3 separate regions of the Mus musculus genome follow, and all the other regions are linked to region 1. The links are chromatin contacts, called in public Micro-C and promoter capture Hi-C maps. All regions are on one chromosome and are shown on one strand. The core of a region is the stretch at or near the end of the contact, and the rest is flanking DNA. Distances in the headings are between cores, read along the strand shown. Region 1 holds the start of Eml5 (echinoderm microtubule associated protein like 5). Region 2 holds the start of 1700064M15Rik (RIKEN cDNA 1700064M15 gene). Region 3 has its middle 2.9 kb from the start of Gm26839.

Region 1 (3,227 bases), core at 237-2,736:
CAGAAGCAACAACATAACACACTTGCAAATTTTTCTGTAATACATTCGCTTTGTTGGAAGACAGAAATGTGCTTGAGGCAATAATCAATTCAAACGCTCCCAACTTTAACATTAGAGTTCGACTGAAATGTGGAAAATTACCCTTTATATGTACAGCTTACCAAACATCTCGGCCAACGTTAAGATTCAGATCAATAGAGAGCAAGATACTGTCACCCTGTGATTGAAATTACTAATAAGAAAGTAAACTTAAGGTTACTCTGATGAAGATAAACAGAATCGGAAATCGGTGTGGTAAAGGTTATTTCTCATAAAAGACATACCCTCCAAGTGCCTTCCAGCGTGCGAATTTTAACCTCTAGTGAATTGCCTTCCGAGTAACACATGAGTTTCTTTGCTATCTGCTGATAATTGCAGATAGTGAAATCTGAACTAATAACTACGGCCAAGAGTTGAGTACCGCAGAGCTTGGGTTAGTCTTCTGTCAAGTGTTTCCTTTCCCTAGCGAAATAAGATTTCCTTTTTAACAAGAAACCAATCACGGAGTCTAAACTCCTGATGTTGATGGAACGGAAAAGGTCACAAATCCAGTCAAGCGAAGGCCTGCGGAGCATCCGTAGGCTCGCTCCCCTAGAAAAGGGCGCTGCGGAAAGCGGAGTGGTAAGTGGGTGGGCTCCGAACCAGATAGATGCACATCGCTGTCCTGGGTGATGCCCCTTTGCGTGAACGGCCACGACTTCCAGAAGGACAGGCAGCTGCAAACTCCGAGGGCGCTCGGCAGGGGTGACAGCGGTCCCCCTCCCACCCCACCCCTCCGCCTCCCCGAGCCCGTACCTGATGATGTCGTCGCTGTGGCCGCGGAAGAACTTCTGCCGATGCTCCCGCGGACTATACACCACGCCGACCCCCGCCACGAAGTACACGATCTCCTTGGCCGCCGTGTAGTAGAGGTTGTTGCGGCACTGGTGGCCCCGGTAGCCGTACACCCACTCGAGCCGCAGGTGGCAGCTCGGGGCGCTCCGAGCCGCCATGTCGGTGCGCCCACCCGTCGCTGCGGCTCGGGCCCGCGGTCGCCGCCGGGGCTGGGTGACGAAAGCTCTCCCGCTGGCGGCCCGGACGCTCCTCTAAGCCGAGCCCGGCAGGTGCATCTCGCTTGCGTGGCCGCCGCAGCCGCCGCCGCCGCTTCAGCCCACGGGCGGGAGGAAAAGCCTCGCCTCACCGAACATGCTGAGGGCCGCGAGCGCCGCCGGCTGTCCGGGAGCCTCGCGCGTCTGGGAGCTCGCCGTGTCCCCTCAGCCCAGTGCCTTAGGCTGGAAGACAACCAAGCGAAGAGGGGGGACGGGGACGCGCCTCCAGCCCGCTTCTTCTCCGCCCGCCCCGCGCACCGGACTCCCCGCCCGGGTCACCTGCGGCGCTCCGGTCTAGCCGCTACCTCGCCTCCACAGCCCCGGCGGAGCCGCGCCGCGCGCTCCCGAGCCCAGCTGAGTGGCGGGAGGGCGGAGCCGCGCGGCCCCGCCCCTCCCCTGCGCTAGCCCCACCTCTCAGGTGGCCCCGCCCCTCCCGGAGTAGAGCGGAATCAGAGAGCTCCCTGCTCACCACCACCAGGCTGTGGTTAACGCCCCCCGCCCCCCCGCCCCCCCCCCCCACGCAGTCCTCCCTACCAAGATCTAAGCACCCGTTCCCACCCTCGCGAGACCTGGATTACCCCACCCAGATTTGGATTCCTGTTGCTGGGTTTGCTTGCTCAGGAATCTCTGGGGAATCCCGCTTGCCCTTAGACCTCAGCTATTTCATATGCCAATGAATAACACCAGAATAGAATGTTCACTTTATTCTTTAATCGCCTCCTCCATACCTTACATATACGTGTGTGTTTGCTTATCATGGTGCTCTCTGGTCCAGAAATTTGGCAAGAAGAAAACCTAACCTCGCAAATGTGCTTTTGACACATTAGATACACTGTCCTAATAAATAGTCCTGGATTTGTTACTACTGTTGTTCAACAGGCCTCAAACTCATAATCCTCCTGTTTTTGTCTCCTGAATGCTGAGATTACAAATGTGCATCACTGTCCCCACCAAAACTCCGAACCCACCCCCCCCCCCCACGCACCCCACCACCACCCACCCCCACCCCGCTGGCAGATCTTTCAGCTGCTGTTTTGGATAGCAGCAATTATCTCTTGATTAAAATGAAGAAGGGCATGTTTTAAAGTAATTGTGAAATCAGATGGCCTAAATAATTGTGATCAGGTAGACTACTCCTGGAAGAGATGTTGACTATGTAACATCTATGTATGCTTAGAAAAAATTAAATATTTGTTGCCGTACATCGTGAAATATTAATCACTAGCTACATATAATTTTTATGAGGTAGGGTGTAGAAGAATAAGAATTTCTCTCTGTACAGTTTTTTTTTCAACACAATGTTTTACAGATCCCATGGTACATATTTAAGAACTTCAGATTAATACTAGATTTAAATAATTTATTTTCCCATTATCATATTTTCCATTGCAATTTTTAATGACCCAAGGGTAGAGTTTGAAGCAAAAACATTCTTAATTAAGCCATCCTCAGATGACAACTTAAGACCAAAAGAGATGACGGAGGCACAGCGGTGGCTGGAAAGTGAACCATTCATGAATACTAAAGAGAGGAAAGCAAATCTCACCAGTTCTCTATGCGATCTGTTAGCAGGGTCATGGCAGAGAAGTCAGTCAAGCCTTTACCCTGGACAAGGTGTTACCGCTTTCTGAAAGTCATGCAACCAGACCCCAGATATGGATCAACAAGTAAACATCTGGTGAACCATTTACGTAAAAGAACAATAATCCTTTGGTAATCTGATGCCTCCTAGTCCAGTCTGAAGCTACATAGTTCAGACATGTGGGGTGTATTCTAAAATTCAAGCAAATGGAGTTATTTGTGGTTTTCTGTTCATGTGTTGGCACCGAGATATGTATCCTCCAGCCTATAAAAGAAATGTAAGGTCAGCCATGGGCTGATGGCTAAGAAGGTGAGTGCTTGCTGCCCAAGTATAAGAACTGAGCTTCGCATCTCCAGGTCTCACATAAAAAGCTGACTGCTAAGGAGGCAGAGACAGGTGTATCATGGCGGTTCACTAACCGTAAAGCCCAGCTAAAACGACTGAGGCCCAGGTTCAGCGGAAGACTGGGCTAGCAAAATGGTTCAGTAGGTAAAAGAGCTTGTCCCCATATCTGACAA
Region 2 (3,227 bases), core at 382-2,881, 730 kb after region 1:
TGACTAAGAGTCAGAGAATAGCTATGCATGTGTCCATACACCTTGTTTCATAGCTAGACACGGTGGTGCATTCCTGTGGAGTAGGAGAGCAGGAGAGTTCAAGGCTAGCCTTGGCTACACAGCAATTTCTTAAAACTGTGCTCTTTTTTGTTATTGTTGTTGTTTTAGACGTTGTCTAGCTGTGTAGACCAGGCTGACCTCCAACCTGCAGTGGACTTCCTGCTTCTGCCTCCCCACAGTGTTACAGTTACAGGCATGTTCCACCATATCTGGCTATACTTTAAAAACTCAGTCACCGACATCAGCCATCACTGTGTGTGGGTACAGATGCACCTGGGCCTGCGTCCTCTCCTTCCATCTTTATATGGCTTCCAGGGGTCCTACTGACTTGTCTGGCTCGCACGGCAAATACCTTTACCTGCTGAGTCATTTCATCTGCGTCCCCATAAATACTTTTTATATGATCATCTCACCAGCTACAAACTAAAAAAATCGGTAAAAAGTAGTTTTTAAAAGCGATTACTCTGACAAAGCGATGGGTAAGAAAGTTGCAAGTGAATGATCCTTCGGAGTGGAAAAGGTTAGCTGTAAATATTCTTTTGAAATATACCGTGAAGGATTTTCACTTTGAGATTAGGGCTGTTCATGCCTCCAGGTTCAAGTGTTGCTCAATCAGCAAGGTGCTCAATTCCCGGTGATTGCTGCTCGGGTTTCTTGTTGATCGAGAATATGCATAATCTCAGCCCAGAGACATTTACCATAAAAATGAATCTAAGAAATAGGCTTTCATTTAAATTTTCCAGTTGCAGTGGATCGAGGAAAATATATGCAGAACATTAAGATGTGAAAAGCTCTGATTCAAACAAGACCAAAGAGGCTGCTTCACTATGTCCCTAACGTTGTGTTCGAATTTAGATGGCAAGCTTTTCCTGTTCAGAGCCCTTGTCAATTTGATTAAAATCACAAACACGTGACTGACTCCGCCTCAGTTAAAAATACTCTCAAGCCAGAGAATGAGCTTTGTATATGCGAGTGGCTTCTCCTGCCCTAGCGAGACTATTGCCCTAGCAAGGGGCGGAGTGGGGTGGTGTAAACGGTTTAAATTTTAAAACCTCTAACCGGATTCTCCGGGTGAAGCCCACTGCAGATTGCCAGTCCGGATTCAGAATCCAGTATACGGACATTTTCGATTTTAAAATGGCCCTTAAGAAATGGATCATTTATTTCAACGTTGTTTTCGAAGACAGAATTTGGAAGCCTCACCGTTTTCTGCATATACTCTTTCTTAGACTTAAAAAAAAAAAAGTCTTTCAGGAGAAAACATTTGCGTAAAAGAAGCACAGCCTCAAGGCCGCTGGTGTGTGCGCGTGAGGGAGCGCGCACGCACGTTTCTGCCGAGTTTAGACATTGCCGGGAAGATCAACTCGGTCCCCAGGAACTGAAAGTCTCCAAGCCGTGACCCGCCCCCGTAGACGTGGACCGGAGCACGGGATCCGGCTACGCCGGAGGGGCGACTCGGTGGCTGGGCCATTCTGGGCGAGCTGGGGCTGCCGCCGGGCCGCCCACACGGGGCTCAGGGCCCGAGCTTCTCGCAGAAGCCGCCAGCATCAGGCGCGGCGGCTGCGCTGCCATGGCAACCATGGCCTGCCGGTCCCCGCTCTCGGGCGCCGGCGCTCCAAGCCCGGCGGGGCGGGGCGGGCGTTGCTAGGAGACCTGCAGCGGGCGTCCGCCTCCGCGGCGCGGTCTCTGGGCTTCCACCCTTCACCTACTTCTGCCTGGTGGTGACTGAGGTGGGGGGTGGAGGTGGGGGTAGGGTTGACGGCCACGTGGTGGCCCAGTGTCTCAGAGCTTCTTCCTTTGGAGAGAGTCGCCCCTTCCTGGCCCTCATGAGGTCCACTTTCCTTGACCCAGGAGCAATGTGGCCCTTTCTGGGGAGGAAACACCTCTGTTTTGTTTCCTCTCCCCTCCCTCCTCGTCTGTCCTCACTTGATCTGATTTAAAAGTCCCTAAAGTCCCTGGAAGGCTTCCTAACCCACTGTTCTTTCCTCTCTAGCCGGATCCATGTCTTGCGTTCAACCAGGAGATGTGCAAAGCACTTTCTGTATGTCATCTAATTCTTTTAAATAAAAATCTTATGATATAGAGGTTAGTTAATTCATTTAACATAAAGTGTAGCCAAGGTCAAACAGCTGGGTGGATGGGACAGGATACTCATGAGGTCCAGTTTTTTTAGATTGCTCAAATTTCCCCCTAGGCTGCCTCTTGGCTAGACCCCCATTCTCTCTGCTGTCCAAGCACGCATACCCACACCAACTGGGACATGCTGTCTGGAACAAGGTCTGACAAGAGGATTGAGAACTTGAAATCAGAGATGGCCAAAATACCTTTGGACAAACGGTTTACACTGGGATGCATCCCTGATAATTTGCAGATGTCCCTGTCTGTAAAGTACTCCTGGCACAATGAGAAACTCGAAATTCTTAGTAAAGAGAGAAAATGGTAACCAAAGACTGACTCGCTGGTTGTGGTTATCCCGTGTTGGGGTAGATCCTTGGAAGGAGGGGTGTAAAAAATTGTTTTCTACTAAACTATGTCCACAAAGTTTACCTATTTATCATTTATTTATTTTTCCTAGGGAACTGTTGGGTTGTCATGGATATGTGTGCAAGCTATTTATTAAGGAAGTGCTTCCAGCAGAAACTATTATAGGGGGAGTGGTGAGGAGCCAAGCTAAAGAGTAATAATTTAAGGTGAAGATCCAGCCACAGCTTGACCCAAAGCATCCATTTCACAGCAAGGGTATCCCTTGTACAACCATTGTTAGTTTTCTCTCTCCCTCACCCCAGCCCCGCCTCCATCCCTGCAGCCATCTTTGGCTGCATGGAACCTTGTGAGCATAAACACCTAGTGTTCTGGGACCTTGGCTGGGCCAGGATGAATTAACTATTGTAAAATAAAGAAAGGAAGTCCTCTGTCGGAAGTTGGAAGTCCGAGATGTGAGCAGTAAAGCATCTAAACACTCGGGGGCTGGGTGGGACCTGGCAGGATGGGAAGAGACTACCTATAGCACCCATTACAGTCTATCTCGCCACCCCCACCCCTCCACCCCACAAGGTAAGTCTATTCCACTCTGCCACAAATTATTCAAGGTTCTAACTGGTGACAGATTTAGTGAGATTAAACCATAGCCACTGATTCTACAGTTGGTCCAAAGCAATAACTAATAT
Region 3 (3,227 bases), core at 348-2,847, 660 kb after region 1:
AAACTACTGTTAAAAATTTGGCACAGCCATCCAAACAGTGCCAGCTTGAATGATTCTATCAGTGACTTTCTGACAACTGGGAATGAGCTAGGACTTCATTGAGCACCTTGCTCATTTGTATTGGTGAACGAAGCTGTACCTGACAGCGTAAGGATTAATTCTTCCAATTCTAAAGTCAAAACGGAAATTCACGGAAGTGCCAGTGATTTGAAGCAGGCTCATCGTTCGTACAACTCATGGTCACCTCCTTTGAACTGAGCAAACTCTGGGGCAGGCTGGAGCGAGTCAAGGTAGATTCTGGAAACTAACAAGTCTCATTCACTTCCTTCAGTTTGTAAAAACAAGCAACTGTCAGGTTTCCTGCCAATGGCAGTTTGCTGTACTTGCAGATAACTTCTCAACAGGAAATCCTTTGCTGAGAGGGACCAGTCATGCCATCAAGTCCCGGAGCACCAAATATTTGATAACGTGGGATCGTGAACTACACCCGTAATCGGATCATGGACACTACATGGCTCTAAGCTATTTGCTACACCATCAATATAGGATATTAAATAAGCATTAAGACATATTTAGGAACTCTTTCATCTCTCCCCCCACTCCTTGAGGCAATCAGTTGAGAAAAACAAGGGAGATGTGATATTCTTTTAGAAGTACCAAACTGCAATTTAAATAAAATTTAAAACCTTTTTAAGAAAAGGGTCCAGTGCAGTGCTAAATATACCACATATGGAGAGAAGTTATTTGAAACACAAATATAAAGACCTTGAAATTAAGGAGTCTGGCAGGGTGGGGGTGGTGTACACCTTTAATCTCAGCATTTAGAAGACAGAGGCAGGTGGATCTCTGTGAGTTTGAGGCCAGCCTGCTCTACAGAGTGAGTTCCAGGACAGCCAGGGCTACACAGAGGAATCCTGCCTTAAATAAATAAATAAATAAATATTTTAAAAGGGGTGCTGGAGAGATGGCTCAGTAGTTAAGAGGTCTCTTCCAGAGGGCCTGTGTTCGGATCCCAGCACCTACACGAGAGGGCTCACAACAGTCCGGAACTTCAGCTCCAAGGACTTCTGGTATGTGTCCACACCCACATGCAGATACATACACCTAAGCATAATTAATAATAATAAATACTAAAAAAAAAAAAAACCACCTTACCATTTAAAGATTGTCATGGATACAACAGGTCAAATTCTAGCCACTGTGTTGATTGTTATATCGACAAGTTTTACTGAAGCACCTCAAAGTCAAAATTTAGGAGAGGTATGTTTGGTTATTCTCTGCTTAGCAAAATGAGTGAAAAGGGGGCGCTGGAGGAGGTGACTAAACTTTTCTCCTTGGTATTCCTCACCATGAATAAGATATAGCTGATATGTGTGCTAACGGCCTGGAGGACCGCCCCACCCACCCAAAATAGCCTCAATAAAAAAACCAAAAACAAAAACGGGAAAGCACCGCTCTCCATTCACGGGAGAGGAAATGCATCTAATCAACTGGGCAGTCATATTTGCAGTCTGGAAATGGTCCTCGCTCCACTTAGGAGCACCTCCTCCCCCTGCTCAGCCACCAAGAACACCCTGCCCTTTGCTCCCCTGAGCACCAGGCATAGCCCAAGGGAACCTGTCCAACCCCCCAGAGACCTTCATGATCAAACACCTCAACTCCACCTGGAACCGGCTTGCAAGCCCGGAAACACTTCATAACGCCTTTGCCAAATGACCCTGCCTCCGCTGGCTGCATTCTGGTCTCTAAGTCTGTAAAAAAGGACTTTTGTTCTAACAGGAGAGACACACCTCTAGAAGCAGACACATAGTTCTACAATTAATGGCTCAAATGTACTCTTTGCAGCCTTCCTCTTGCTTAACTCAGAGGATCCAAAATGCTAAGTAAGCATGAACGCTCACACTGGCTTTCAGGCTCTTCCCTGAACTATTTTCAATAAAAATACAGTTATGAAATCCAGAGGGCTCTGTTTTTTGGTTGTTGTTGTAAAATGACCTTGGTTTGACAGGCATGGTCTCAGGTTTCAACAGATGTTGTGGGAAAGCTAACAGAAGCCAGCAAGTTCTCCAAGCATCTGTGATGACATGCAGGGCTTTTTTTTTCCCCCCTAAGTGGTGGTCATGGTAGTGAATGCATGTGTGGTGGGGGTGGGGTGGGGTTACACTTCTCAGTTTCTATGACAACCATGTCTCCATTCCTGGGTTACTAGATACCATCTACTTCCTGTGTCTAAATATTTAAACCAATCAGAAAAGTGTTTATACGGTTAACAACTTCTGGGACCCAGCTTCTTTAATGAGGCACTTTAAGGCTCAAATGAAGATGTCCAGAGAGGCTGCAGGCTGTCTTATAGAGATCCCGCTTCATCCCCTATCTCTAATTCTGCCTTCTGTGGTAAAAGACCCCCCCACCCCCGCCCCTTCTTGGATGTGAATTGTATTCTGCTCAAAGCAGACGCCACAATTTCTTGCAATAGTCTGCAAGCTGATCGGGATTGCTTGCCTTTCATTGTCTGTTTTCCCTTCCACTGTCTAAAGACTTAGATTTAGCGCGAGAAACATACTAATTCACAAGGCACTTAAATTATCAAAGTAATGATACAGTTAAGCTTCCATCTGTTGGTGTAGCTATTTAAATGCTCAGATGAAAAAAAAATTAGGAAAAATTAATTCCAAGTTGAGCAACTTTGCATCCTACAACTTATGGAGAGAAATCACTGTGAAGCCCCACATCTATCAGTGCGAGCTAGAAGCTGACATCTGCAGAGAAATTTGTCACCAAAATGGCCTACTTTATCTGGATAGAAACAACAACACAAAATTAAAGATAAAGACACCCAGAGCGAGCCAGATGCACCCAGATCAAAAGAGAAACCAGGCAGGAACCCATGTACAAGCCGGCAGATCTGAAATTAAGACGAGGTTTTAAAAGACGGTTTCGGGTGACTGTTTTCCTAAGTCCCCATCAGACTGACCAATCAGTGTGAGAGTTAGAGCGGGCTCCAGACATTCGTGCAGTCTTCAGGGCTCTCTGCACCCTCAGAGCTGCTCCCCCTGGCTAAGGCAGAGCTGGAGATCAATGGAAAAAACAGGGAACAAAAGGGAAATACTGATGTCTTCCTCAGCTCCGAGAGCCATCCCCATTTTCCTCAATGAGCCGGTAGCACCCAGCCTACAACAGCGCCACGGGGAGCTTCCACCAGCCCGGTCCAGTCCTTTCCGGGCTGG

What was found. Promoter capture Hi-C pulls out the DNA fragments that hold promoters and counts their contacts. Hi-C and Micro-C count contacts between places; a contact is called where the count stands out from the background.
Region 2: a contact with region 1 is called in a Micro-C map of embryonic stem cells, with 4 times the contacts expected there. The contact joins the promoter of 1700064M15Rik here to the promoter of Eml5 in region 1. A contact is called at or near these places in 2 of 39 promoter capture datasets (the 3T3-L1 cell line and pre-B cells), 1 of 484 Hi-C or Micro-C datasets (embryonic stem cells) and 2 of 115 datasets of contacts at active chromatin or transcription factors (astrocytes and embryonic stem cells).
Region 3: a contact with region 1 is called in a promoter capture Hi-C map of liver, with 3 times the contacts expected there. The contact joins the enhancer-like site here to the promoter of Eml5 in region 1. A contact is called at or near these places in 5 of 39 promoter capture datasets (the 3T3-L1 cell line, embryonic stem cells, liver and 1 more), 1 of 484 Hi-C or Micro-C datasets (embryonic stem cells) and 5 of 115 datasets of contacts at active chromatin or transcription factors (embryonic basal ganglia, embryonic forebrain, embryonic midbrain and 2 more).

Annotation. Positions count from the first base shown.
Region 1 is chr12:98,899,998-98,903,224 of GRCm38.p6, forward strand. Eml5 (echinoderm microtubule associated protein like 5) reads right to left here and starts at 1,487. Exons shown (of 44, transcript NM_001081191.1): 1 at 835-1,487. The coding sequence starts at 1,031.
Region 2 is chr12:99,626,343-99,629,569 of GRCm38.p6, forward strand. 1700064M15Rik (RIKEN cDNA 1700064M15 gene) reads right to left here and starts at 1,632. Exons shown (of 2, transcript NR_045288.2): 1 at 1,264-1,632.
Region 3 is chr12:99,559,339-99,562,565 of GRCm38.p6, forward strand. It overlaps a transcript of Foxn3 not described here. Among named protein-coding and RNA genes, the nearest start is that of Gm26839, 2.9 kb to the right of the region's middle. Within about 2 kb of position 1,598, at least 57 of the 459 cell types and tissues checked have an H3K27ac peak or open chromatin away from gene starts, as enhancers often do. A contact at or near this core is called in liver and memory CD8 T cells, where this site is marked.